5 separate regions of the Mus musculus genome follow, and all the other regions are linked to region 5. A link is a contact called in public ChIA-PET, Hi-C and promoter capture Hi-C data. All regions are on one chromosome and are shown on one strand. Each heading gives the region's core, a stretch centred on a gene start, on an enhancer-like site or on the middle of the called end of the contact. The rest is flanking DNA. Distances are from core to core; before and after follow the strand shown. Region 1 overlaps Tex10 (testis expressed gene 10). Region 2 has its middle 150 kb from the start of Gm46853. Region 3 has its middle 86 kb from the start of Gm32544. Region 4 has its middle 130 kb from the start of Gm32544. Region 5 holds the start of Stx17 (syntaxin 17).

The links. Promoter capture Hi-C pulls out the DNA fragments that hold promoters and counts their contacts. A called contact is a pair of places that touch in the nucleus more often than the background predicts. ChIA-PET counts read pairs in DNA pulled down with a chosen protein or histone mark.
Region 1: an RNA polymerase II ChIA-PET map of memory CD8 T cells shows a contact between it and region 5, with 6 read pairs. The contact joins the enhancer-like site here to the promoter of Stx17 in region 5. A contact is called at or near these places in 10 of 39 promoter capture datasets (the 3T3-L1 cell line, the C10 cell line, the HPC-7 cell line and 6 more) and 1 of 115 datasets of contacts at active chromatin or transcription factors (memory CD8 T cells).
Region 2: a Hi-C map of CD8 T cells shows a contact between it and region 5, with 2.7 times the contacts expected there. The contact joins the enhancer-like site here to the promoter of Stx17 in region 5. A contact is called at or near these places in 3 of 39 promoter capture datasets (the 3T3-L1 cell line, embryonic stem cells and hippocampal neurons), 1 of 484 Hi-C or Micro-C datasets (CD8 T cells) and 1 of 115 datasets of contacts at active chromatin or transcription factors (memory CD8 T cells).
Region 3: a promoter capture Hi-C map of second pharyngeal arch cranial neural crest shows a contact between it and region 5, with 4 times the contacts expected there. The contact joins the enhancer-like site here to the promoter of Stx17 in region 5. A contact is called at or near these places in 7 of 39 promoter capture datasets (embryonic stem cells, hippocampal neurons, neural stem cells and 3 more).
Region 4: a promoter capture Hi-C map of hippocampal neurons shows a contact between it and region 5, with 2.6 times the contacts expected there. The contact joins the enhancer-like site here to the promoter of Stx17 in region 5. A contact is called at or near these places in 6 of 39 promoter capture datasets (the 3T3-L1 cell line, embryonic stem cells, hippocampal neurons and 2 more).

The regions. Positions count from the first base shown.
Region 1 is chr4:48,435,602-48,438,301 of GRCm38.p6, reverse strand. Tex10 (testis expressed gene 10) reads left to right here. Exons shown (of 15, transcript NM_001355740.1): 12 at 1,785-1,865. Among named protein-coding and RNA genes, the nearest start is that of Tex10, 37 kb to the left of the region's middle. Within about 2 kb of position 1,356, at least 12 of the 459 cell types and tissues checked have an H3K27ac peak or open chromatin away from gene starts, as enhancers often do. A contact at or near this core is called in memory CD8 T cells, where this site is marked.
Region 2 is chr4:47,798,061-47,800,760 of GRCm38.p6, reverse strand. No RefSeq gene overlaps it. Among named protein-coding and RNA genes, the nearest start is that of Gm46853, 150 kb to the left of the region's middle. Within about 2 kb of position 1,395, at least 36 of the 459 cell types and tissues checked have an H3K27ac peak or open chromatin away from gene starts, as enhancers often do. A contact at or near this core is called in CD8 T cells and memory CD8 T cells, where this site is marked.
Region 3 is chr4:47,723,411-47,726,110 of GRCm38.p6, reverse strand. No RefSeq gene overlaps it. Among named protein-coding and RNA genes, the nearest start is that of Gm32544, 86 kb to the right of the region's middle. Within about 2 kb of position 1,335, at least 21 of the 459 cell types and tissues checked have an H3K27ac peak or open chromatin away from gene starts, as enhancers often do. A contact at or near this core is called in second pharyngeal arch cranial neural crest, where this site is marked.
Region 4 is chr4:47,771,378-47,774,100 of GRCm38.p6, reverse strand. No RefSeq gene overlaps it. Among named protein-coding and RNA genes, the nearest start is that of Gm32544, 130 kb to the right of the region's middle. Within about 2 kb of position 1,375, at least 18 of the 459 cell types and tissues checked have an H3K27ac peak or open chromatin away from gene starts, as enhancers often do. A contact at or near this core is called in hippocampal neurons, where this site is marked.
Region 5 is chr4:48,123,568-48,126,267 of GRCm38.p6, reverse strand. Stx17 (syntaxin 17) reads right to left here and starts at 1,349. Exons shown (of 8, transcript NM_026343.2): 1 at 1,310-1,349.

The DNA of each region.
Region 1 (2,700 bases), core at 107-2,606, 310 kb before region 5:
TCATGGGTGCAGTTAACTTCATTGGGTTGTAGTTTTTCTTTTAGTACCATCTGTAGGGCTGGATTTATGGATAGGTATTGTTTAAATTGACTCTGTCTTGCATTAATATCTTGTTTTCTCTATTTATGGTGATTGAAAGTTCTGTTGAGTATACTAGTCTGGGCTGGCATCTGTGGTCCCTTACAGTCTGAACCCTGTCTAGGCCCTTTTGGCTTTTAGAGTCTTCATTGAGCAGTCAAATGTAATTCTAATAAGTGTGCTTTTATATGGTACTTGGCCTTTTTTCCTTGCACTTTTTAATATTTTGTCTTTGTTCTGATTATTATGTGACAGGAGTTCCGTCCGTGTCCGTCCCGTCCGTCCCCCTCCTCCCCCGTCCCATCTATTTGGTGTTCTGTTAAGTTTCTTGTATGCTTATAGATATCTCCTTCTTTAGGTTAGGTAAAGTTTCTTAATCTGATTTTGTTGAAAATATTTTTTTGGACCTTTGAGTTGGGAATCTTCATCTTCTTTTGTTTTGTTTTGTTTTTTATTGGTTTTTCGAGACAGGGTTTCTCTGTGTAGCCTTGGCTGTCCTGGAACTCACTCTGTAGACCACGATGGCCTCAAACTCAGAAATTCGTACCTGCCTCTGCCTCCCAAGTGCTGGGATTAAAGGCGTGTGCCACCACCGCAGGGCTGGAATCTTCATCTTCTATTCCTATTCTTAGGTTTAGTCTTTTCATAGTGTCCCAGCTGTTCCTGGATGTTTTGTGTCAGGAACTTTTTAAATTTAACATTTTCTTTGACCAATGTATCAATTTCTCCTATCCTATCTACCATGCCTGAGACTCTTTCTTCCATTTCTTATTCTGTTGGTCTTGCTTGCATCTGTTGTTCCTGTTTGCTTGCTTACCTAGATATTGCTTCTGTTTCCATTTTTAGGTCTTGAGCAGTTTTACTCATTTTCTTCCCATGTGTTTGTGTGTGTGTGTTTTTAAAGGTATTTATTCATTTCCTCTTTAAGTGCCTCTGTCATAGTCATAAGATTGGTTTTAAGATCATTTTCTTGTGCTTCAGCTGTGTTGGAATATCCAGGGCTTGCTGTAGTAGGTAGGTGGTCTGTTAGTGCCACATTGCCCTAGCTGTTGTGTTGTTATGCTGGCCTCTAGGCATCTGGGTTTGTGGTAATTATAGGTTTAGGTGCTGATTTCTGAGTTTATTTTTGTTGGGTGGGTATTTTTCCTTGGTTTCTGTTTCTTCTCTGGTCTTGTGGTCTACATGGCATGGGGTTCTGGCTAACAGTCCTCTGGTTCAGTAGGGTGTTTCTGCTGAGGTTTTGGTGGCCTGTGTGAATCCTGGGGTTGGTGCCTCTGAAGTCCTGGGAACTGGTGTGGTATTGAGGTTCTTCTGGGGTTTCAGGAAATGAAGAGTGAGGAAGGGTGAGGTGCTGCTGTTTGGGCGGCTGGGCTGGCTCTCGCGGCATGCATTCTCTACTAAGGAAAACTAGAAGGCTTTTGTCAACCACTTGATTCTACTCTTTGGGCCTTTTGAGTTGTAGCAATTAATAGAAATAGTCTCCATCTTCCTAAGCTAGAAAGGTTTAGATGCTTTTGTAGATACTTGATAGATGTAGTATTGTGCATATGTGATGTGTTTAACCCTTGTTATTTGCATCTACAAAATCAAGGTTTTGTTACCTGTTTGCTATATTGATCTGCAAAGTTGCTTTAAAAATTGTGTTGAACTTGTCTTAATTCTTAATGTCTTGATACAGCTACTGTTTTTCTCTTTTTTTCTGACAGGCAGTTTGTCACAGCTTATTGGTTATTCCTGCCCGAAGCCAGAGCTTTGACATCATGCAGAGTGCCATCAGTAAGCATTTGGTAAATAGCCTTAGTTTTATGTTTGTTTGTTTGAAGTAAAATGACGTTTCTCTGGTACCTCATGGCATGCAGTGGTAAGAACTTTTGCTGGCTGTTGCTAAGTATGTCACTGAGGGTGCTGTTGGAAAGTGAGTAGAAGGAGGCATGCCTTCTTTTTCTTAAGACCTTAGTTTCTGTATTTGTGAAATAAGAGACCTTAAAATTAAAAACCAGTGCTGGGCAGTGGTGGCACACGCCTTTAATCCCAGCACTTGGGAGGCAGAGGCAGGCCATTTTCTAAGTTTAAGGCCAGCCTGGTCTACAGAGTAAATTAAAAAACAAAAAACCAGTCATTTCTGAGTTAACCTCAATGAGTGTGTTTGGGATCCAGTAGTCTGTGGTTCAAAGTAGGGGCGTTATAGGCTTAGTCATTGGAAGCAGTGGGCTCAGCTTTGAGACAGGCTTGTCTTTTAGCCCTTAAATTCACATTTGTATGCCTCCACTAGGTCTTTAAACTTCCTCTAATATTTATATTGTGACTTGGATTTGTTTGTAGAATATGTTTAATTGCAACATTAAAATCTGTTTTTCTGGGGATTCACTTCTTTGATTAATTTCCACAACCCTCTTCCCTCTTTTAAAGTGAAGTTTCCCTTGAATTGGGAAAGAATGCACTGTTAATTTTAAGTGTCTTTCTTTCCTTGCTGTCAGACTTCCAGCTCTTATTCTCTTAACATCAAAGATGTGGACTTTTTTTTCCCTTCTCTGCCTCTAGTCACAGGTTTTTGCTTTCATGTGCCCACATTTGTTGTGGGAAAGGCTTAACATCCCAGCCAGTCTTGGCCTCCATTTTGAG
Region 2 (2,700 bases), core at 146-2,645, 330 kb after region 5:
CACTATGTTCATAGCAGCCTTATTTATAATAGCCAGAAGCTGAAAAGAACCCAGATGTCCCTCAACATAGGAATGGATACAGAAAATGTGGTTCATTTACACAATGGAGTACTACTCAGCTATTAAAAATAATGAATTCATGAAATTTTTAGACAAATGGATGGTTCTGGAGGACATCATCCTGAGTGAGGTAACCCAATCACAAAAGAGCACATGTGATATACACTCACTCATAAGTGGATATTAGCCCAGAAGCTCAGAATACCCAAGATACAATTTGCAAAACATGAAACTCAAGAAGAAGGAAGGCCAAAGTGTGGATACTTCGATCCTTCTTAGAATGGGAACAAAATACCCATGGAAGGAGTTACAGAGACGGAAGGAATGACTATCCAGAGACTGCCCCACCCGGGGATTCATCCCAGAAACAACCACCAAACCCAGACACTATTGTGGATGCCAAGAAGAGCCTGCTGCTAAGAGCCTGATAAAGCTGTCTCCAGACAGGCTCTGCCATTGCCTGACAAATACAAAAGTGGATGCTCACAGCCATCCATTGGACAGAACACAGGGTCCCCAATGAAGGAGCTAGAAAAAGTACCCAAGGAGCTGAAAGGGTGTGCAGCCCCATAGGATGAATAATAATATGAACTAACCAGTATCCCCAGAGCTCCCTAGGACTAAACTACCAATCAAAGAAAACACATGGTGGAACTCATGACTCTAACTGCATATGTAGCAGAGGAAGACCTGCTACATCAATGGGAGGAGAGGCCCTTGGTCCTGAGAAGGTTCTATGCCCCAGTATAGGAGAATGCCAGGGCCAGGAAGTGGGAGTGGGTGGGTTGGTGAGCAGGGGGAGGTGGAAAGGGATAGGGGATTTTCAGAGGGGAAACTAGGAAGAGGGATAAACGTTTGAAATGTAAATAAAGGAAATATCTAATAAAAGTATAAAAAGAGAGAAAATAGAAAAAAACCTCCTCTAAAGCTGAATAATACAAATAATACATAAACATTCTCTCTCTCTCTCTCTCTCTCTCTCTCTCTCTCTCTCTCTCTCTCTCTCTCTCTCTCTCTTTATCCATGTGTATAGGCACTTGCACATATATATATAGAATCTCTGCCTCTCAAGTACTGAGGTTGAGACCTCCGTATTTATGCTTGTCTGGCAAGCATATTGTCAACTGAGTTATTACCCCAGCCTAATTTACCCATTTTTAAAATTGAGTATTTTATTTCCTTATTACTGAGTTATATGAGTTCTTTTGGGACTCTCTGGGTAGTAAGCCCCCTTCAGATTTAGTGGTTCCCAAACACACTCTCATAACTGGTATGCGCCTTTGCGTTTTGACCATCACTTCCTTCTGCCTTTGTTTTTTAGCTCTCTGTGGTTCTACATACTTACTTTCACTTTTGTTTCTCTGAGTTTTGGTGAGATGCTGAATAAAGACTGGCAAGACCAATATCAGTGAGGTTTCCTCTAGGTGTTTCATACTTCCATATCTTAGGTTAGTTCTTAACCCGTTCTGAGTTGTTTTTTGTGTGAGATAGGGATCCGGATTTATTTTATTTTATTTTCGCACATAGGTATAGTTTTCCAACATCATTTGTTGTACACTAACCTTTACCTGTTGTGTCTTCTTGGGGACCTTGTCTGACATCAGCTGACTGCATAGACTTGAGTTTATGTCTAGGTTGTCTGCTCCGTTAGTTTGTCTGTTTCTATGCCAGGCTCACACTGTGCTGACTGAGGAGTGTAGCTTGGGGAGAGAATTTTAGATTGGGAACTATGATTGTTCCAGGTCACTCAGGTTCATAAACTTTTAGATTTTTTTCTATTTCTGTGAAAAGTGACATTGGGGTTTTGGTAGAGGTTGTATTGAGACTATGTTGCTTTGAACAGTTTGGGTGTGTCAACAATTGCAGTGCTACAATCTTCACACAGGGATTATTTTCCCATTTGTTTGTGACCTCTTCAAATTCTTTCACCAATGTTTTAATATTTTTTCATTTATTGATCTTTTACCACATTGGTTAGAGTTTTTTCTTAAGAATTTTATTACTTTTGATGGTATTTTAAGTTGAGATGGCTTTTCTTGGTTTATTTTTCAGATATATCATTATTGGTGTAGAGAGGTACAACTGATTTATATATGTTGTTGGTTTTTTTATCATGCTACTTTATTGAGTTAATTTATTAGTGCCTGTGTGTGTAAGTGTATATGTGTGTGTATGTGTGTATGTGTGTATGTGTGTGTGTGTATGTGTGTGTGTGTTACATGGTCTGCATGGTTTTCTACCTGTAGAATGTTATCATCTAAGCATGAATATCTTTCTCTTTGTTCTTTGATTTGACTTATTTATTTATTTATTTATTTATTTATTTATTTATTTATTTTTGGCTTTCCGGTCTGAAAGCTCTTTTAAGTGTTTCAATTACCAGAACATAGGGGGAAAGCTCTCCATTTCCCTCACAGACCGTCAGCTGTAGGCTACTTGCAAAGGACCCCTGATATGTTGAGGACATTTTCTTCTGTATCTACATTATTAGGAATTTTAATTTTTAATTTTAATTTATTTTATGATTTCATGTGTATGAGTGTTTGCCTGTATGTATGTGTATGCAGCATGTGTGTGTGATGTGACATGCATACCTGGTACCCTTGGAGGCCAGAGAGGGCATTGGATCATCTGCATGGA
Region 3 (2,700 bases), core at 86-2,585, 400 kb after region 5:
TTTTGCAGGACTGTGTATTCTGCACGGCTGTGTAACCCACAGGGCTGTGTAACTGTGCAGGTTTCCTGGGGTTTCTTGTCTAGTGAACAAGCATGATAATGGGGCATCTGCCTGAAGTTCCTGTGAGAACAAAATGGAAACCTACACTATATACGTGTATACTATATGTACAATGAGACACCGCGAGTAAAGTAAGCTTGGCTATATTTTAAAGAAATTAAAAACAAAAGAGAGCTCACACAGGGCCAGAACAAGGGCTAGAGATTTCTAGAAGGCTCTAAAATGTAAGTAGATCTCAGTGAGATTGGCTAGCAAAGGGGGCAAAAGCTACTCTGAGAGGGAGATCCATTAGCCAGGTAAACAGGCTCGCTGCTGAGCAGACTCCCAGCCTGGTTCATAAATGCCTCCAGTTCACAGAAGCCTGTCCTGGGTGGGGAGAGAAAAACTTGTCTGATGACTCAAGAGGGCACAGCTAGAAGCACTGGTAGGGAGTCCAGAGACCAGCGACTTGCACAGTGTGAGGTGTCGCTCTTCAGCAGAGCTGTCAAAGACTGGAGGGCTCCTTAGAGGAGCCAGGCCAAGGACATGGGGAGAAGGGGAGCGGGAAGGGGGGCTATGCACCTCACCTGATCCCAGGGACTCTTCAGGGCACAAAGGCAGCTGCAGCTTAATTCCTGGAACAGCCTCAGCAATTTCAATCAGCTCACCTCATGCAAACTTGTAGGGCTTTTTCCTTTTTTTTTTTTTTTTCAGGTAGGTTTATAAATTCACAAACTTTTATCCTTTCTATGGCAGTCAATGATATTAGGAAGCTAATTAGCCACAGAGCTAATTTTCATGTCAGAGTGAAATTACAGGTTTCGCGGCATAGAGCAACATTCTCTTTCTGTCCCTCTCCATCCTCTATGGCTGCCCCACCCCACTTCCTTCTCCCAGGGCTCTGTGTGCTGTCCCCTCTGCTGTCTGGTCACAAAGGTCAGCAGAGAGGGGTGTCGGCTGTGCAGTCCCCTTTCTCTTTGGTGTCAGGCCTATTTGCATCTGCAAACAGCTTTAATTGAGTGAGGTTTCCATTGCTCTTTCTCTTTCTCCTGTTTTTAAATGCAAATGTTAATGTTTGGTTAGCATGAGTTCAGAATTAAGCCTCTGCTACCTGTGGCTGCCTCCTTCCCTGGGTTCTAAATAAGCGCGGGCGGAGTGGCGCGACCTGCTGAGAGCTTGTAAGACCTGGAAGGCTTCAGTCCAGCTAATTGCCAATCACGCTGAGAGGGCTGGGCAGAGCCTAGTCTCACTTACCAGCTCTCAGGAAGCCCTGCTTCCTACCAGCAAGGAAGGGGGAAAAGGAGTGTGTTGGCTGCTCAGAGGAAGCTGGGGCCAGGCTGCTGCTGGGAATTAAGCTCTGGACTTTCTTTTGTCGTCAAAGTGATGTGCAATTGATAAGGTCAGCAGAAGTCACTGGGCTGGAATACCAGGAGTTGGAATCTCTTAGGTCAAACTCTTAATAGTTTGTTATCTGACCTCTGTTTGAGGATTTCTGTCTCAGGGCCTCAAAGGCAGCCTCTCCCACTGACAGCCAGCTCTAGCTGTCATGAAGGGCGTGTTTAACATTTGAGCTCAAATTAACTTCCTATTTTCTGCCCTTTGGTTTTCAGTTTTAGAATATGATTGGTCCCACTGCCAGATGATAACTGTATTACTTTTCAGGTTGCTGTGGCAAAATGCCTGACAAGGACAACTTAGGGATAGAGGTAGCAAGAGAGAAGATAGATAGATAGATAGATAGATAGATAGATAGATAGATAGATAGATAGATAGATAGATAGATATAGAGCAATGGTAGATAGAGGTAGACACAGAGACAGAGACGTAGAGCTGATAGAGATACGCATAAAGATAGAGATGTAGTTTACTTTAAGTCACAATTTGAGGATATCGTGAAGGGGAGTAGCTTTATCTGTGGATGCAAGAATGTGAAGCCTCTGGTCACCTTGCATCTGCAGTCAGAAAACAGAGGGGGACAAGGAAAGAGGGGGGAGGGGAGTCGAAGTTATTTCTCCACCCACATTCTTCTTGTCATTTTTCCAGAGCTTTAGTCTATGGGATGATGCGACCTACATTCCAGAGAGTCTTGACGTTCATGATTTACCATCCCAGTAAGTCTTTAGGGACTTGGTTGCAGCTCTTACAGAGCACCAATGCCTCCTCTCTCATTTCTTCATGTCAATTACATCTAATCATTTTCATTGCTGATCATTGTGAATTCTTATTGCATTGTATAAAACAAGGATGAGTAATTAAGGCGTGGCCACCCAAAAATCTTAGTCTTGACTATTACAGGGGAGAGCAGAGTCCATTTTTCTCCCAGTTATTGTGGTTCTTCTCTTCCCAAATCTTCCCAAGGTTCTGTAGACATAACACACACACACACACACACACACACACACACACACACACACACACACACACACAATTTAGCCTATTGCTGTCCAAGTTTTCCCTTAAGAGATGCTTTCTAGCTTTGTGAGCTATGCAGACCTCTTAGGGAATAGTGAAGCCTTTGTTTGGTGACATGGGAAGTCTTTTATCCCAAAGCACTAGGAAGACATATTTTAAAAATTTAGAACCTAGATGCTCAGAAGTCTGCCAGCGAAGAATTCCAGCAACCTGGTGCCTCCCATGCTTTTCATTGTGTAGCTTTTATGG
Region 4 (2,723 bases), core at 126-2,625, 350 kb after region 5:
TTGCCACAGAAGTCTTCTATGTCTCTCTTTCTCAACTGTGCATCTGCAGTCATTGATATCGCTGTGAAAACTATTTGCTCTTTAAGGACCGTGAGAGCGTGGATCTCGGGCTTCCACACGCTTTCTGGCATCAGCACAGTACAAACAGGGCTCTTGGTTGCAGTAGGGCTATGGGCCTGGATAAGGCTCTCAGATGCAACTGGACATCAACATGGCTTCTGGTGATAGCATAAACCACTGACATCCATGTGACTTTCGGTGGTAGTACAGACGTGGACATCAACACAGATACGGCTGCAGTAAGACCACAGACCCAAATATCACCCTCATTGGCAGCATAGGTCATTCACATCAGTATGGTCAACAGAGGCAGCATGGCCCATGGACATGAACACAGCCTCAGTCCAGGGCACCAGCCATGAACATCATCATGTCTTCAGGAGACAACACAGTCTGGACATTAACCCAGACCTTGGCCACATCAGGGCCACTGATCTACACATGGCCTTCAGCAGCATCTCCGGGCATGGCGGTCCTTTGAGGAGGTCTAATCTAGAAAGTAGAGCTCCCATCATCTCGGGCCAAGATCTAGGGTGATCCTGTGTCTGGGCAGCTTGTTTGGGGACAAGTTCTGCATCTGCCCAAGCTTCTGGCTGCTGCTCACCTTCCTGAGTCTACTGGGCTATGACTTGATCAACAGTCAACCTCAGCCCTGTCTCTTACCCTTCACATTGACATGTCACCAGTTCTGCCTCTCTCCACAGAGCCTTTACCACTCCTTCTCCTCCTCTTATACTCCATCTTTCTGTCACCCAGTCTCCTTTCAATGACATCTGCAGGTAAAAGTGGGTGATGTGTGTGCCAGGCCTGACTGTCTTCTGCTGGGTGGTTCTGTTGCCCCTTCTCTTAATACTAACACACTGGCAATTGGGTTTCAATCTATGAAATTTGGGAAGAGCAGCAACCAGGTCCATTAATATGGCTTCTATGCACCGTTCTGGGGGCAAGACCCTTAATTTGCCTGTCTCCAGTGTGAGGTTTTATAAGAAGAGATTTCTTCCTTCTGTCTCAGAATCTTTTAAAATCTGGTCCTATCTGAATGTAGCTCAAGTTAGGAAAAACCTTCAAGTGAAATGGTCAAGACACAGGGCTGATATCAGTGTTATCTCGAGTTGAGAGCTGTCGACGTCTGCTAAACAGACCTGTGCAGCTACTCCAGGGTAAAATTAATTCTCAGACACCCTCACTGACACTTTACAGAGTCTTCACCAGCAGATGATTTTGACTGCTGCCGGCCCAGTCTCTGCTAATGGAGGCTTATAAAGGCCTTCACCATTCCTATGGTAACCCAGGAGAAAGGCTGTTGCCATGGGGACTAGCCAAGCCTATATAAACCTCCCATCACCATCAGACAGCTGAGAACAGGAGTGTGAGAATGAATCCTCCCTAGTTCACCTTCAGAAATTGCTAATAATTATCGTTGTTTTTTGGCAGGGAGCTCATTGTTTCTTTCAGGCAGAAACTCATTCACATTTTGAACTTGAAATGAGGATTGTTCAAAAGCTTGCTTGCTGATCTTGGTGTCAAAAAAACCGTCATCTACAGAATGAAATAGCTAGTGATTGAGCGGTTCCCAAATCTCTTCACTGTTACCAACCACTGAATGACATTCATCACAAGCATGTGAACAGCAGGCTGTTTCCAAAGAATGATCTGTTTCTTTGAGATGAATTAATTCTAGGCATGCCTGTTAATATGCTTCAACACTGACTTTTGGTTGAGTCTTGGAGAATCTCAGCTCCTGGAAGCCAGGATATAAAGGCAGAGTGCTCAGTGCTCTAGCATACAAAGAGCCAGGCAGTAGGACCAGACCAGAACTACTTCTGGGGATGACCAAAGAGTGTAGCTAAGTTGAAGCAGGCAATCAGAAGGAGGTCTTCTTCAGAGGGCACCTGAGACCCTACCTGGAGGTAGGAAGGACTGGGCTGGGACCTCCGAGGAATTTAGACATTTTCAGTAGAGGAAGGACATTGCATTCTGCAGGTGCCCTAATGCAGGCACCAAGTAGACATGGCAGCTCATGGCGGAGTGAGTAGCTCCTGCACGTAAAAAGCCCAGAAACGCTTCCTCCTGTCTTTCAATTATTTACTGAGTATTTGTTATGTGCTGTAAGATATGCTAGACCCAGAGAATACAGACGTGTTTAAGATTTGAGTCTGGCCAGGCCTTTCTCTAAGTCTACTTGGAAATGCCCAGATAAAGCACAAGTGATCGTGGGACATAATGTGACAAGGGGTCTTTTAAGCAGGCTTGCTCCACAAATGACTTTTCTTGAATAAGTGAATGAATGAATGAATGAAGAGTGAGTGAGTGAGTGAGTGAGTGAGTGAGTGAGTGAGTGAGTTAGTGAGTTGGTTAGGAATGATCTAATTAGAACCAACAATGTATTTAATGTTTGGGGTTTAGAATGAAAGAGAAAAAGTGATTCATTTACTTTCTGTGGGTTTGATTGGGATCCCATAGGGCAGAGCCACTGTGGAAACTTCTTCTAAAGGGTGCACGGTGCTCCCCAGCATCCTAAGCAAGAAGATCTCATGTTGATGGGAATGGTACCTTGGGGTGAGCTTCTTTCCTACTATGATTCATACTATGATGTATATGGTAACTGGTTCTTCTCATGTAGAGGTGGCTAGTTCCCACATCATTAAGGAGAGAGGATAGTT
Region 5 (2,700 bases), core at 100-2,599:
GTCCATGGAGGCATAAACTGAAAAGGGTACTTATACCTTGTGGTATTCTTAACAGAAATGCAACACAATCTAGTCCCAACTAACTATAGACAAACTCCTACTTGAAAGGCATTACCAACATTCCTGACTCTTCAAAGCACACAAAGTCATGATACTGCTACAGATTGGAAAAGGTAATGTCGCCAGGCCCATCAAGAGTAAGGCTGCTTACTAGATACCATTGTAGAATACAGAAGGGACTCTAATAAAAAGAATGGAATCCCAAGAGACCCAGTTAACCAGATAGTAATCTCTTGCTCTCTGTGACTGTATTAAGGATGGTATGTAAAATACTAACACAAGGGCGCTGTAGTGTTCTGTACTATGTGTACGAGTTTTCTTTCTCTCTTTTTTGTTTTTCTAAGACAGGGTTTCTCTGTGTAGGGCTGTCCTGGAATTCAGTCTGTAGACTAAGCTAGCCTTGAAGTCAAGAGATCCTCCTGCCTCTGCCTCCTAATGCTGGGATTAAAGGCATGGGCCACCAAGGCCTCCAGCAACTTCTGCAACTTTTCAATAATTGCAAATGACTCCAAATTTTTTTGTCTGGTGTTTGTGCATGTATAATAATTGCTGTTTCATGGATGAAAGAACGTGTAGAAGACAGGCCTGCAGTCATTTTCCAAGCACACACATTTGCAGTGAGAGGTGTCAAGTGCTTTTTATAAACTTAATCTCTTGGTACTTGCAACTAAGATGATATGGGTACCATGATACTAGGGTTCCACAAGAAGAAAAAGTACCCAAAGGTGAAGTAAATTACTCAAGAGTTATTTAAAAGCGAAAGAGCCCCTTTCCAGGAAAAAGGTCCCAAACTGCTGATAACACTATCTCCCAAGGAAATGCGTCCCCTTGGGCATGTGGGTGGTACAAGGAGAGTAAGTGCTGGCTCGGTCCCCGCAGCTGCGGCCTCTCCGCGTCCTGCTTGGGCACCGGTGTCGCGTCGTCCCTCACGGAGTCACCAGGACGCACCCAGGCCACACCAACGACCCCAGCGGCGCGGCTGGCCCGGCGACCCAGGGCCCGAAGCAGCTCTTCACAGCGACCCGGGAGGGCATAGCGCAGTGGGGCCTCGGCCTCCCCGCTCCCGCAGGGACAGCTACTCCAAAACTGAAAACAGAGAGGCTTGGCCACTTCTGGTCGCGGCCCCGGCGCTCACACTGACCCGAGGCCGGGCTTGGTGACCGGCGCCTCTCCCTTGCGTCCACAGCCCGGCCCGCGGTGACACATCGCAGCCCAGCGACCCCGTGGCGGCAGCCCGGCAGCCCCTTACCTCCCGCCTAGGCGCTCGAGGCCGTCGATACACACTGCGCAGACGCGAGAGGGGCGGGGCGTCTCCAGGGGCGGGATATGTGGCCCCGCCCCCTACCCGGCCAGTGGGCGTGGAGGTAATATAGTGTGCCAACCACTGGATGAACAATTCCAAGTGTTTTATGGGTCGTCTTGTGTACTGTATCTAAGACAATTTACACTTGGATAACCTTCTACATGTTACAGTTTTCCTGCACATTGTGTTCCTTGAATTTTGTTGGCGAGGACGGCCTTGTGCCCCTAGCTCTTTAGGTGTGTAAAAACTGAAGCTCGGAACCCAGTGCCATCCTTCCCCGCCCCGCCCCGCCCCGCCTCCCAGAGCCCCTGAGTGACTGGCTAGGAGTATCTGAATAGCCACAGGCACAAATGAAAGAAGGCATAAACTTTTTTGTCCAGAGCCTGCTGCAGTGCTTTGGGCGTCTGTCCTTATTAAAATGATACCTGGTCACTTTGAGGCTCAGCACAGATAGGAAGTGACTCACTCCAGTTCAGCCCGTTTGTGACAGCGCTGTACTCACAGCTGGTTTTCCTAATTTCTTCTCAAGTAGTTCCAGTTGGACCAGCTGCTGCTAGAACAAGCTTTGAAGTGTGTGCAGGTCATTGATTCTCCTCTCTGAATGTTCTGACCTCAAGACCTAGCCAACTAAAATATATATATGACTATTCAGGTCTTTGCTTGAAATGGATCTTCTGATGATGAAGTTTTCAACAGTCTTAAGAACATTTCCTGTTAGCTGTAAGGAAACTCAGTTCTTAGGATCTGCAGGTAGAAAGGAAGTAGAGGGGGAATTTTAGCCCACAGATTAGGGGCTTAAGAAAGTCTTGAAAGGCAATTTTTAAAATAAAGCTCATTATTAATTAAGCTATTTGAATTTTCTTTGGGGTATACTGGATGTTAGTGTTTATGGTACCCTTAGTTCATAGATTGAGGCATATCTATCAAATTTTCATCCCAAGGAGAAAAATAAAGGTATTAGGTAATGCCATAGGATGGATGGTAAAATGCCAAAGTCAGTTAAACAAGCAATAGGGAATCATTTAATTGGTAAAGTGCCTGCTTCACAATGAAGACCTGAGTTTGGACACCCAGCACCCACATACAAAACCAAGCTCTGTGGTATATGTTTATGATCCTAATACTATCTAAATAGACAAAAGGATCCATGAGCTTGCTGCCCAGCTGGTCTTGTTGAATTGGTAACCTCCAGGCTCACTGAGAGATGATGTGTGTTCTCTCTCTCTCTCTCTCTCTCTCTCTCTCTCTCTCACACACACACACACACACACACACACCGAATCCATTAAACAAGACCTTTTGAAGTAAAGATAACTAGTGTTAAGTTTTGAAAAAGT